Regions from separate parts of the Zea mays genome. Here all the other regions are linked to region 1. Evidence: chromatin contacts called from public Hi-C data. All regions are on one chromosome and are shown on one strand. The core of a region is the stretch at or near the end of the contact, and the rest is flanking DNA. Distances in the headings are between cores, read along the strand shown.

Region 1 (3,791 bases), core at 946-3,445:
AAGAAAAGAAAAAAAATTATTTTACCGAGTGCCAAAATAAGACACTAGGTAAAGTTCCTCTTTGCCTAGTGTTCCAGTCCGACACTAGGCAAAGAGACCTTCTTTGCCGAGTGTTGAAGGCAGATACTCGGCAAAGTTAACGGTTGGTGGATGGTGTTAGATGACGACGCTAGTTTATCAAGTGGTTTTCTTTGCCTAGTGTCTGGCACTAGGCAAATGTCCGGTTTGCCGAGTGTTTTATTTTGCCTAGTGTCTGGCACTAGGCAAACGTTCGATTTGCCTAGTGTTTTTCTTTGCCTAGTGGCGGACACTCGGCAAACGACTGATTTGCCTAGTGTCTTGATTTGCCGAGCGTAACACTCGGCAAAGAAGATCTTTGCCTAGTGTCCGTGAATTCACACTCGGCAAAATATTTAGCGCTATGCAAAGTTTGTCTCTCCCGTAGTGTTGGTACGCTGCACATGGAGCTAAGGTTGTCTCTCACTTTTGGAAGAAGAAAAAATCTCCGAAAATGTGACCAAAATTTAAGCCGGATCGGACGATGCACGACCGACGACGAGACTGCCGCTGGTCTGGCTCGCCCGGCCATATGTGCTGCCCAATTACCACACAGCCAGTCGCTAACTCGATATCATATGACGCCCCCGACAAAGCCAAACAACCGTGGGTCGTCTGAGTCCGACTGGCTGCGCCGGGCGGTGCGTTGTCTAATCAACACTGCATGCCGCCACCAATAGAAGGAGAAAGAAAGAAAGGAAAAACGCCCAACGATGTCGACTGGGACTATTATTCTTGCCGCGACCTGCGAAAGGCGAAAGCTAAAGGCAAAGGGATGTGTGGAAAGACGTACGAGCCCATCTCAGAATCAGAATCCGATCGATCGCGGCGCCCACTCCCACGCACTGCGTGGCGGCTAACTAGCTAGCTATCGCCTGTTGGCATCCGTGTACTTGTGCACACCACACAGGCGCTCGTTTCGTTTTCCCCCTATCCGGCCGGCACCACGAGAAAACGACGCCGCGCCGGCCGCGCGATTGGTCGGGGGCCATCTCGCCCGCGTGCCGGGGGGTCGGATCGGGTGGAGACGTGGACGTGGAGTGGACATGCATGGGATGTCGTCGTCCGCCGCTCATCAGCACGGCCGCGCGCTTCGGTGTGTATATATACAGTGCGGATAGATAGATATGGGCGGCATCGTCTAGTCTGGTCTGGTCGTCGGGTGGCTACCTGCGCGGCACATCGCACACACGACACGACGACACGGGCGGGAGTTTCCGCGGCCACGTACGTACGTGTGATCGTCTTCTTCGTGGCGGGCGGACTGCTGGCGCGGGTGGTTCGTTTCGGACGCCACCGCTCGCCGCGCACCAGGCCAGGCCAGCTCGTACTCCGGTCACGCGCGCGCGTTCCAGAGCTAGCTACTAGCATGCCCGCCTTCCTTTTTGACGGCCCGCCAAGACGCCGGAGATGACCTGACGGCAGGGGGGGCACAGGGGGCAATGTCCTCCTAATGTTCCCCTAATTCTATAGGAGATCTTAGTTTTTTATACTAATTCTCATATAAATAGTGTAAAAATGCTTATAACAGTCCCCTCTAATCTAATTTTGCTTCCCTAATTTTGGATCCGGGCTTCGCCCCTACCTGACGACGTACTGTACGTGCAATTCATAGCCCCGACAGCCGCCTGTCACGTTCGGAATCGCTACTTCTCGATCGGCGCTCATGTCAGCGTCGTCGTCGTAGCGTCTTTAGTAATACTCTTTGTTAAATTTATGCGTGGGTGCGCGCGGGCAAGATGCGTATATAGTGCCTGTTGCTATCGAGTTAACTATAGTGGCCGGAGTGAAACTTTGCCTTAACGACGATCGACATCATCTTCATGTGGACTATGTTATTGTTATTATTATTATTATGTCTTTATTTGTCATCTTCCGTTTGTTACTATGCAACCAAATGTGCTCACACTGTGCCCTAGCTAGCTCCTCCCGCGCCTCCTTGCACCCACGAACAAGGAGACGGATATCGAATCTTTTGACTTGGCGCGAGCAACTAGGCGGCCGGCCGGCTCGATCGGTGCCATGCATGCATGCATATGCACATGCCTGCCAGTACGCCACGCGGATAAGCTAGTCATGTTGTAGCCGGCATGCCGAAACTGTAGTTAGCAGGCACAAGTACCAACCGTTCGGTGGCAGTGCGGGTGTGCGGGTGCGGCCGTGCGGGTGCGGCACAGTGGACCAGAGGTTCTGTGCATGCATGCATGACCGATGGATACGGTATCCATGATCCATCCATCCATCCATCGCGCTGATACTGTCATAGGCCTAGCTGCACAGTGCTTGTGCACCGTGCACGTGGCCAGCGACGACTTTTTATAGAAACCCTTCGCGATTCGTGCCCATCGCTTTCCACCTCCGGCCGTCGTCAGCGCGTGCATCATCATCGGTTCAGTTCAGTGTTCACCACGCACCCCCGGCCCCAGCGGCTGCAAGACCCGCCGCTCCGTGTATATAATAGAATAGGCGCGCGGGCAGGCGTGTGGCGCGGCTGTGTCGTCTGTGAGTGCATGCGAGGCCTCCGGTTCCGGCTCTCTCTCTCGGTGCAGTTCGTCCGGGAGGGGGAGAGCGAGGTGGAGTGGTGCTAAGCCAAGCCAACTAGATCGAGTCGTCAAGAAGGTTGGAGAGGAGAGATCGAGATGGGGAAGCAGGCGGCGGTGGTGCTGGCCGTGAACGGCAAGCGGTACGAGGCCGCCGGCGTGGACCCGTCGACGACGCTGCTGGAGTACCTGCGCACCCAGACGCCCGTCAGGGGCCCCAAGCTCGGCTGCGGCGAAGGTACGTGCCCGCCGTACGTCACCATGGAATGGATATAGATAGATGCGCATGCACTCTTGTAGTCTTGTATATATACCTCTTGCCTTCGTCTCCTCAGCTAGTGGATTCGCGGCTGAGCTTGTATATATAGCTTGGTTGTTCCTGAACGTCAGGAAGGAGAGAAGACCGCCAAGCACACAGATGCCTGTCTTTGTAGTAGATGGGGAATATAATAGGACAATAGGCGGGGAGGGAATTCGCGTACACCGTACACGTACGTACGTACATGTAGGCTTCACCGTATATATGTTCACCGCACCAGATTTTAACCTTGCTGGTTCTTCTTCGTCGGCCCCTTTGCGTTCCCGCTCCTGGCCTGCCTGCCTTCCGTTTTCTCGTTTCCTCTCCTCCCCGATTTTCTTGGGAGGTCAGCCGTCTGTTTCACTAAGTCACTGACGCGCCAAGAAGTTGAAAGGCACAGGTGACAGGACATCCCATCCCGTCCCACTATCCCAGTACAGATTCATAAAAGCCCAGGTGTCCCAGGTACCCTCTCTCTGGTAGGAGAAAATTCAGACACGATATATTATACCAATTAACAAAGCAACAACAGCGAGATCACAGTTTTCGCCAGAAAAGACAGCTCCCAGTCCCAGGCTAGGCATCTAGCCTGCTTTCATGTCAAAACACCCAGGAACAGAAGAAGAGACTAAATAAACATACATGCACAGCAGGCTCCAGATTTAAGACCGCTCTGTTCTCGGTTTCGGCAGGCAACTGCTAATCCAATTCCTGCTCTTCAGGTCTTCTTCGTCATATATCATCAGAACACCAGAAAAAAGCAGGGGAAAAATAAAACCTTTTCCCCCTTCCATTTCTGTAGATCAAGTACGCAAGATCTCCAAAATGTCAGGATCAATTATTGCGGCGTTTCATCACAAATCGGCGGCACCTTTAGTCCTTTACACACTGCGTAT
Region 2 (3,883 bases), core at 278-2,777, 160 kb before region 1:
TAGGTGAATACTCTCCACATTTTTCACCCAAAGAGAAGATGCTCTGGGTCGGCTCAGTCTTTGGCATGCTTTTTTTAGAGTGGCCGGGTCCAACAATGTCCTTCGAGGTCAAGCACCCGTAGTGAACTTCATGGTTAATGGATACAGATACAATAGGGGATACTATCTTGATATCTTGACAACGATATCTACCCTTCCTAGTCGGTGATTTGTAAGCGTTGAAACAAATCTGCATGATTACTTAATTCTGAAATAGAAAAGTTGATGTGGTTGTGGGTTGTGTTGGAACCGGACCACCAACACATTGCGCGCCCGCCGGGTCGCCTACACACACATAGTGCACCCGCACACACACCCAAGCCGTCGGGCCCCAACACATGTGCCCAAACGCACAATATCGGGTTTTAGGTCCGTTGGGCCAACACTTCCCCCAAAAAGCTAGCTCATTAGGGGTTGCACCCTCAACCATATATAACGTGTTTGCCCATCCACAACTCTCAATGTGGGACTATTCTCAACAATCTCCCACTCACACATTGTGAGCCAATATTTGTCTGAGAATGCACTAGGTCCAACACATTTTAGGTTTGTTGGCCAACGCCCCCCACCCCCCCCCCCCCCCACCTCCCCCAAAAAAAAGTAGCACATTAGTGAGTTGCACCATCGACCATATAAAACATGTTTGCTCACTCACAACTCACAATGTGAGACTATTCTCAACGGAATGAGGCTATAGACTGCTGCAGCCTGTGCACCGAAGCGACAGGGGTAAGAGTGGAATCGAGAACTGACATGGCAGGGACGAGAGAGTGATGGTGTGCTGGCACCAACCCTAATGCACACGGTATTTCTTTAAGTATTCAACACACCATCTGAAATTTGCTAGTGTCACTAATTAGAAAGAGGATGGGGCTATCAAATAATTGGACTTACATCGATTTTCCATGTCTTGTTCTCCAGCTTAACCTGAGACACAAAAAAATTTAAAAAAAAATAACAGGAAAAGGGAAGTGTTAACATCAAAGCACGGCCTCAACATGGAAAAAGCCGGACAATCATTAAAAAATATGCACCTTCTCCGCGCCAGCGCCGAACATCTGCTTGATGAGCGCGAGGATTAGGGTTTTCTTCCCGGACCCCGACGGCCCATAGAACAACAGGTGCGGGCAATCCTGCTCCGACACCTGACCAAACAAAACCACTTGTGATTATAGCGGCACATTAAAATAGGGGAAACCCTAGATTATCGAATACGCGCAGATTGCGGGCACTTACAAACTTCCTGAGGTTCTGAGCAACCTGGTCGTGCACGGTGACCTTGTCTAGGGTTTTCGGCCGGTACTTATCTACCCACAACATCCTCGCCGCTAGCTCGTCTTCCCCGCCTCGACTCGCCGCTAGAGAAGATAGAGCAATGGGATTTGAGGACAGGATCGGGACTTCGGGAGGGGAATGGAGAGGTGTGTGGCGGGAACTTGGGACTGATAGGTGCGTACTCCGCCGCTCCGAGACGGGAGACGAGGGTTTTTCCGGCTTCCGGCTATCTTTTCTGACAGGTGTGGTCCATATGTCAGTAACTCTGATGCCGGGCATGTACCAGCGAAGTGAGGTGGGCCGTGGGCCTGGTTTCGTCCGATGCTCGAGGAGAACTCCGCAAAGAAAGCCCAGTCTTGACCTGTTTGTTATTAGCATTTGGACATGCACTGATTTGTAATGTTATTTCCATATAACAACACGATAAGGGCAGCTCCAAGTAAATATCAGCAAAATAATAAGAGCCTGTTTGGGATTATAATCTATCGAACTGGGTAGATTATAATTCCAAAACAAATAGGCTCTAAATATATTGTTAACAAGAAAGTAACTCTTTTACTCGTGAGCTAGCGAGTACTGGCTGCAATGGTAGCGCACGGAGCGCTCACTCGTGTCGTTTCTCTCGGCCACTGGGAGAATGAATATATAGGTTCACCTTACGTCTTTCTTTGAAACGCTGGAAGTTTTCTTGTTTTCTATGTTTTAAAAATAATTTTTTTGTGAAATTCATGTGAAATTCCTGAGTTTCAAATAGGCCTCAGTTGTCCGGCAACAACTCTCATCTAACGTTCTCAACACCTAATGCTATGTTTGTTTACCCTTTAGATTATATAGTCCATCTTAAATAAATTTAGAGACAGACAAATAGTATAGATTATTAGAGTGGATTACACTTTAGATTATATATTATATAGTCCATCTTAAATAAATTCAGACAAAGACAAATAGTATAAATTATTATAGTGGATTATATAATCTAGCTACATAGATTATGATAATCCATAAACATATCATCATATGCTTATTTTAGATTATTGTTTAGTTTTTTACCCGCTAATAATTTATGTAAAGAAACATCTTTAATATGATTATATGAACTGGATTATATAATCTATAAAAAATTAGCTGAATTATATAGTTATGCAAGGAAACAAACAAGCATTAAGGTTCTCGATGATTTAGTACACCATGTGTCGATTATATGGGCACCATTTTAGTTGCCAATAATAGTTCACCTGAAATTGTTTAACATTGATTTTAGTCGGGGTGTGAAGATTTGCTAGCTGATAAAGTCTTGATTAACTCCTGTCTGTCTACCCTCTAGATTATATAATTCAGTTTAAATAAGTTAAGAGACAAACAAACAACACATATTATTGAAGTGGATTATATAGTCTAGGTATATAGATCATGATAGTCCATAAGTTGGTCATTAGATGCCTATTTTATATTACTATTTGGCTTTTTACCACTAATTTTTTATGAAAACAAACATCTATAATAAAAATTAGGTAAACTGAATTATATGATATGGATTGTACAATCTGTACAAAATAAGTTAGATTATATAATCCTCCAAGGAAACAAACATGCTCTAAGTATTCCATTGGAAACAATGACAAACATGAAGAAATTAAATGTTGCTAGTTAAAACATAAGCAATAAATAAATTATCTCATGTGATAACCACATTTTGACTAAATGTTGTTATCCCTACCATAAAAAGTGATGCAACTAGTTTTTAAATATATTCACTAGCCTAGCAACTAAAGAAAAAAAACAATACAAAACGTAATTTTGAAAGTTTAAGTGAAATAGATATACAAGCTCCTATCGATGACTTCGATATTTTTATAATTTTATCGAGGTATCGTGAACACACAAGCTTTCGTCTAATCCTTGTTGAAGCCTCACGTAAGGGAAGCCCACTTAAGGGTGAAGCTCTCGATCGAGTAAAACTTGTATAGCCTAGCTTGTTACTTTCCCACACATAAGTGGATTTTTAGTGTGACCTCTTTCGAATGTTGTCGCATGAACAAATAAGGGGAAATGATGATTCGTGATAAGGGTAGTATTTTTGTAACAGCTGGATACCATGATTTATAAGGAATCCACATGTAAAAACAGAGATAGTTCTCCTTTATCGTAGAGAGGGTTGTTTTAAACCGATCTTCGTTCTTATATATAGTTGACGACGATATAAGTTTCTTGTAATCTATGAATCAATCGTACCTCTTTAGACTATAAATGAGGGGGTATAGTGCCCACCTAGGGCAAATCATTATATCATAACCAGTAGCCACCAACATACAAACGTTGGATATTACCTCATGTCGCGAGCCCAAAGCTGTCTAAATTCATGTGTCATTTATTTGCTTACTTTCAGTTCTCGATCTCGAGATCCATCCTGTACAAATCCATGTCACTGATATACTGGTAGATAGAAAGACCATTATCTACCAAATGAGACACGGCCATCTTTATTGGCTCTATAATTTATGATCACCGACATATCCACCATCATATTAGTATAAGGATAGATGATTGTCTTATATCTCTCAGCCTTTTT
Region 3 (3,564 bases), core at 385-2,884, 150 kb after region 1:
TCGTCCTTTCTTCTACAAGAAAAACTACTGTTAGACTGGTGGCAACGCGGGCGGTAGCGCGGGCGAGAGAGAGCCGCTACCGCCCGCGCGTGGGCGAGAGGCGGGCGAGAGAGGGTCGCCGGGCGACGGCGCTCGCGCCCGCGCTGGAGCGCCCGCCCGGGCGAGAGGCGGGCGAGAGGGAGGCGAGAGCGAGGCGAGGCACTGGCGGGGCGAGAGCGACGTGGCGCGATCTGACTGGTCCACGTGTCGCGATCTGATTGGTCCACGTGTGCTAGCCGTTACAACTAGCCGTTTTTGACCGTTTGGAGTCCAAAAAATTCGAAAAAATTGCAAAAAATCACAAATTTCATCCCCAATCCCTCTATATATATCCCTACCCGGGTGGAGCTCATTCCACACACCATTTCATCTCATTTCTCTCTTCCAAACTCGCCTTTTCTACTCATCTTCACGTCATGTCTTCCTCGAGCACAAACTCAAGTGAAGGAGCTGAAGGGGTAATGTGCAATACATTGCAAGCAGCCATGGAGGAGGCTATGCTCAACCTCAATGAAGAGTCGTCGAGCCGGCCCAAGCGTTGTAATTTTATTTTAATTATTACGCAATTTGTAATTTTTAATTCAATAAAAAATATTATGTTGTGTGTTTTCTGAGCGTTGAAATAAATCCGCGTGAATTACTTAATTCTGAAATAGAAAAGCTGATGTGGCTATAGCCTGAAGCTGTAGCCTGCTGCAGCCTGTGCACTGGAGCAGCAGAGGCGAGAGTGGAGGCGAGAGCTGACGTGGCAGGGGCGAGAGGGAGGCTGTGCACTGGACTCAGCCTTAGTTATAGATGTCCAAACAGTGCGGGCCGCCCGTTTGGCCCGTGGCACGACACGAATTTAGCCCGGTCCAAACACGACCCGGCACGGTCGGTTACGGGCCCGGGCCGGCACGGCCCGTTTAGCGGGCCGAGTATGGGCAGATACGGCGGCCCGCGTGCTTTGGCCCGGCCCGGCCCGATAAATGGGTCGGCCCGACGGCGGCCCACATATTTATGTAAATACTAAATATGTAAATACATTTAATTCTCTCATAATATGTAAATACTAAATACGCGGCCAAACATATATAAAATGCATACATAAATATAAAATGGATACGTAAATATTTTGCATATTATATATGATTAATTCTGTTAAATATATGTATTTATATACCGCTTTACTGTTGGTTCGGGCGAGTGCCCGGCCCGGTCCGTTGAGGCCCACCGGGCCAACGGGCCGACCCGGCACGATTTTTCCCTGTGCGTGTCGGGTTTGGGCATGTCCCTAGGCACGTGGGCCAGCCCGACCCGGCCCGAAGCATCAACAGGCCACGCCTGGCCCGGCCCTATTCGTACCGGGCCGAAACGGGTTCGGGCCGGGTCCGTGCCGGGTGGCCCGTTTGGACATCTATAGCCTTAGTGCGCTGGATGGATAGACAAGTCCTTTCTTCTCAGCGTCATTATTTCGCTCTTGCTGTCGCAGGCACAAATACTACAATACCGGGCGGCGGCGGCGGCGTCAGCGCGTGCATCACCAGCGGTGCATCCAGGAAACTCCCACTCCCGTGCTACATATACAAGTAAGGCATACAGTGCCACGTCCCACGATAGCAGTCAGCAGAGGCAGAGCACAGCAGCTCCGTCGTGCACTACTGCACTAGGACTGGCGGGTGGGGGGTGGCCGCGCGCGGAGATGGGGAAGGCGCCGGCCGCGGTGGTGGTGGCCGTGAACGGGCAGCGTTACGAGGCCACCGGTGTGGATCCGTCGACGACGCTGCTGGAGTTCCTGCGCACCCAGACGCCCGTTAGGGGCCCCAAGCTCGGCTGCGGCGAAGGTACGAGCGGGCAAATGACGACCAGGTTGATATACATTTATGCCTTTGTTCGAGGAGTCGAGCAGAATGGAGCGGTTTTATTCTAGTTTTTTTATGTTTAGTTTCTAACAAAATAGGAGCGGAGCGGTGCCTGTAGTTTTCATATAGAAATTTACTAAAAATAGTTGAAGTGCTTCCGCTCCACCAAAATGGTCGGATACGAGCGCTCTTCTTACTCTTCTCTCCTCTACACTCATATGACTCTCCAACCAAACAAAGAACAGAGCGGCTCCGCTCTATTCTACTCTTCAACCAAACAAAAAATAGAGTGACTATGTTTTACTTGTCAAACAAAGAATAGAACGACTCCATTCTAAAAAAACTAGAACGGAACCGCTCCATTCTAATGGACTCTCCAACCAAACGCACCTTAAGTTAATGTTTGGTTTACAAAATGTAATGTAAATGACAATGGTAGTAATGATCACATTCGAGTGCTAACAATAATAAGTTTGAATAGACTGATATTCGTTTTTAGTGTGTTATCTGATTACGTTGAACTTAAAAAACATGATTTAACGTTATCTGTTATCCATCACGTTACAATTATGTGAATCAAACAACACCTAAGTATGACGCAAAGCTGCACCTTTTTCCTTGGCAGCATTAGGACTCAAGAGAGAAGGCCTCGCCATAATGCAATGACCTGGACCAAAAAAACTCGAGAGAGGGCCCACATTCAAAAGGGTTTTAGAGAAACTATTGGTAGCTATTGGAGTATTACCTATTTTTGATTTAATATTTTAAAGATATCCTATTTTTTATGTTTTGAAAATTATATTTTTTTGGACTTATTGGAGTTGTTTTAACCCTATAACTTGAGGGTGCAACATATTACCCTGATCCCTAAACACCTTCAGTAAACAAGGTTAACTTCTAGAGACAATGCCCGATCCTCGATTTCCCGCGGAGAATTCCTCTATTAGGGGAATGAGGAAGTTTCTCCTCTATGAGGATGTAAACGGAAAAATTCTTCTCCGACGAGTAAATGGAGATAGGTAAGCATTCTCTATCTCCGTTTCCCACGAGGACCCGTTAAACTTACACGTGACATGTTTTCGTGTGATACTTAATGATAAAAATAAATAATTATCTTGTAAAAGATCACTTATTGTACAAATGTGTTTATTTTGATGTGCATATAATGATTTTTTATATCTAGCAATATTTATAAATGACAATGTTTTACATTATTATTTATTAACAAAGAACATACATCTTAGTTATAATATAAGCGAGGTTGGGATCTCTGTCAGGGATTTACCTCTGTGGAAAACGGGGATGAGAAAGAAACGTCCCAGCAAACGTTTGTAAGAATCTCCTTGAGCAAATGTTTTCGTCGCGAGGACAGAGATGAAAGCTATTGTCCAACGGAGAATTTCCGGTTGCCATACTTACTAGTTCCGTCTACCGGCCATGTAGATCGGTGTAACCTAAATCATCATCAGCATGCTCCGTTTTGTCCCCTTCTTGAAGCAACCGAACAAAGGCAGGCGCTGCCTCGTTCGTTTCAATCAAGTCTCCATCGGTTTCAAGTACAGCTCCTTTGTCCAGTTTCCTTGCTCCTTCTCGTCATTTTGGCGCGCCACCATCTCACGGAAATGTCAACAACCCAACGAAAGCAGTAAACCGTACATAGGAAATGAAAGCCAGAGGAGATATT

The links. Hi-C and Micro-C count contacts between places; a contact is called where the count stands out from the background.
Region 2: a Hi-C map of leaf shows a contact between it and region 1, with 4 times the contacts expected there. The contact joins the promoter of LOC100193357 here to the promoter of LOC103644157 in region 1. A contact is called at or near these places in 9 of 25 Hi-C or Micro-C datasets (bundle sheath, ear, endosperm and 3 more) and 1 of 3 datasets of contacts at active chromatin or transcription factors (seedling).
Region 3: a contact with region 1 is called in a Hi-C map of ear, with 1.7 times the contacts expected there. The contact joins the enhancer-like site here to the promoter of LOC103644157 in region 1. A contact is called at or near these places in 2 of 25 Hi-C or Micro-C datasets (both in ear).

What each region holds. Positions count from the first base shown.
Region 1 is chr1:293,327,739-293,331,529 of Zm-B73-REFERENCE-NAM-5.0, reverse strand. LOC103644157 (indole-3-acetaldehyde oxidase-like) reads left to right here and starts at 2,195. Exons shown (of 10, transcript XM_008667350.2): 1 at 2,195-2,835. The coding sequence starts at 2,697.
Region 2 is chr1:293,482,327-293,486,209 of Zm-B73-REFERENCE-NAM-5.0, reverse strand. LOC100193357 reads right to left here and starts at 1,527. Exons shown (of 11, transcript NM_001138489.1): 1 at 1,276-1,527; 2 at 1,074-1,184; 3 at 934-966. The coding sequence starts at 1,359.
Region 3 is chr1:293,176,836-293,180,399 of Zm-B73-REFERENCE-NAM-5.0, reverse strand. No RefSeq gene overlaps it. Among protein-coding and RNA genes, the nearest start is that of LOC103644152, 8.5 kb to the right of the region's middle. Within about 2 kb of position 1,634, at least 12 of the 20 cell types and tissues checked have an H3K27ac peak or open chromatin away from gene starts, as enhancers often do. A contact at or near this core is called in ear, where this site is marked.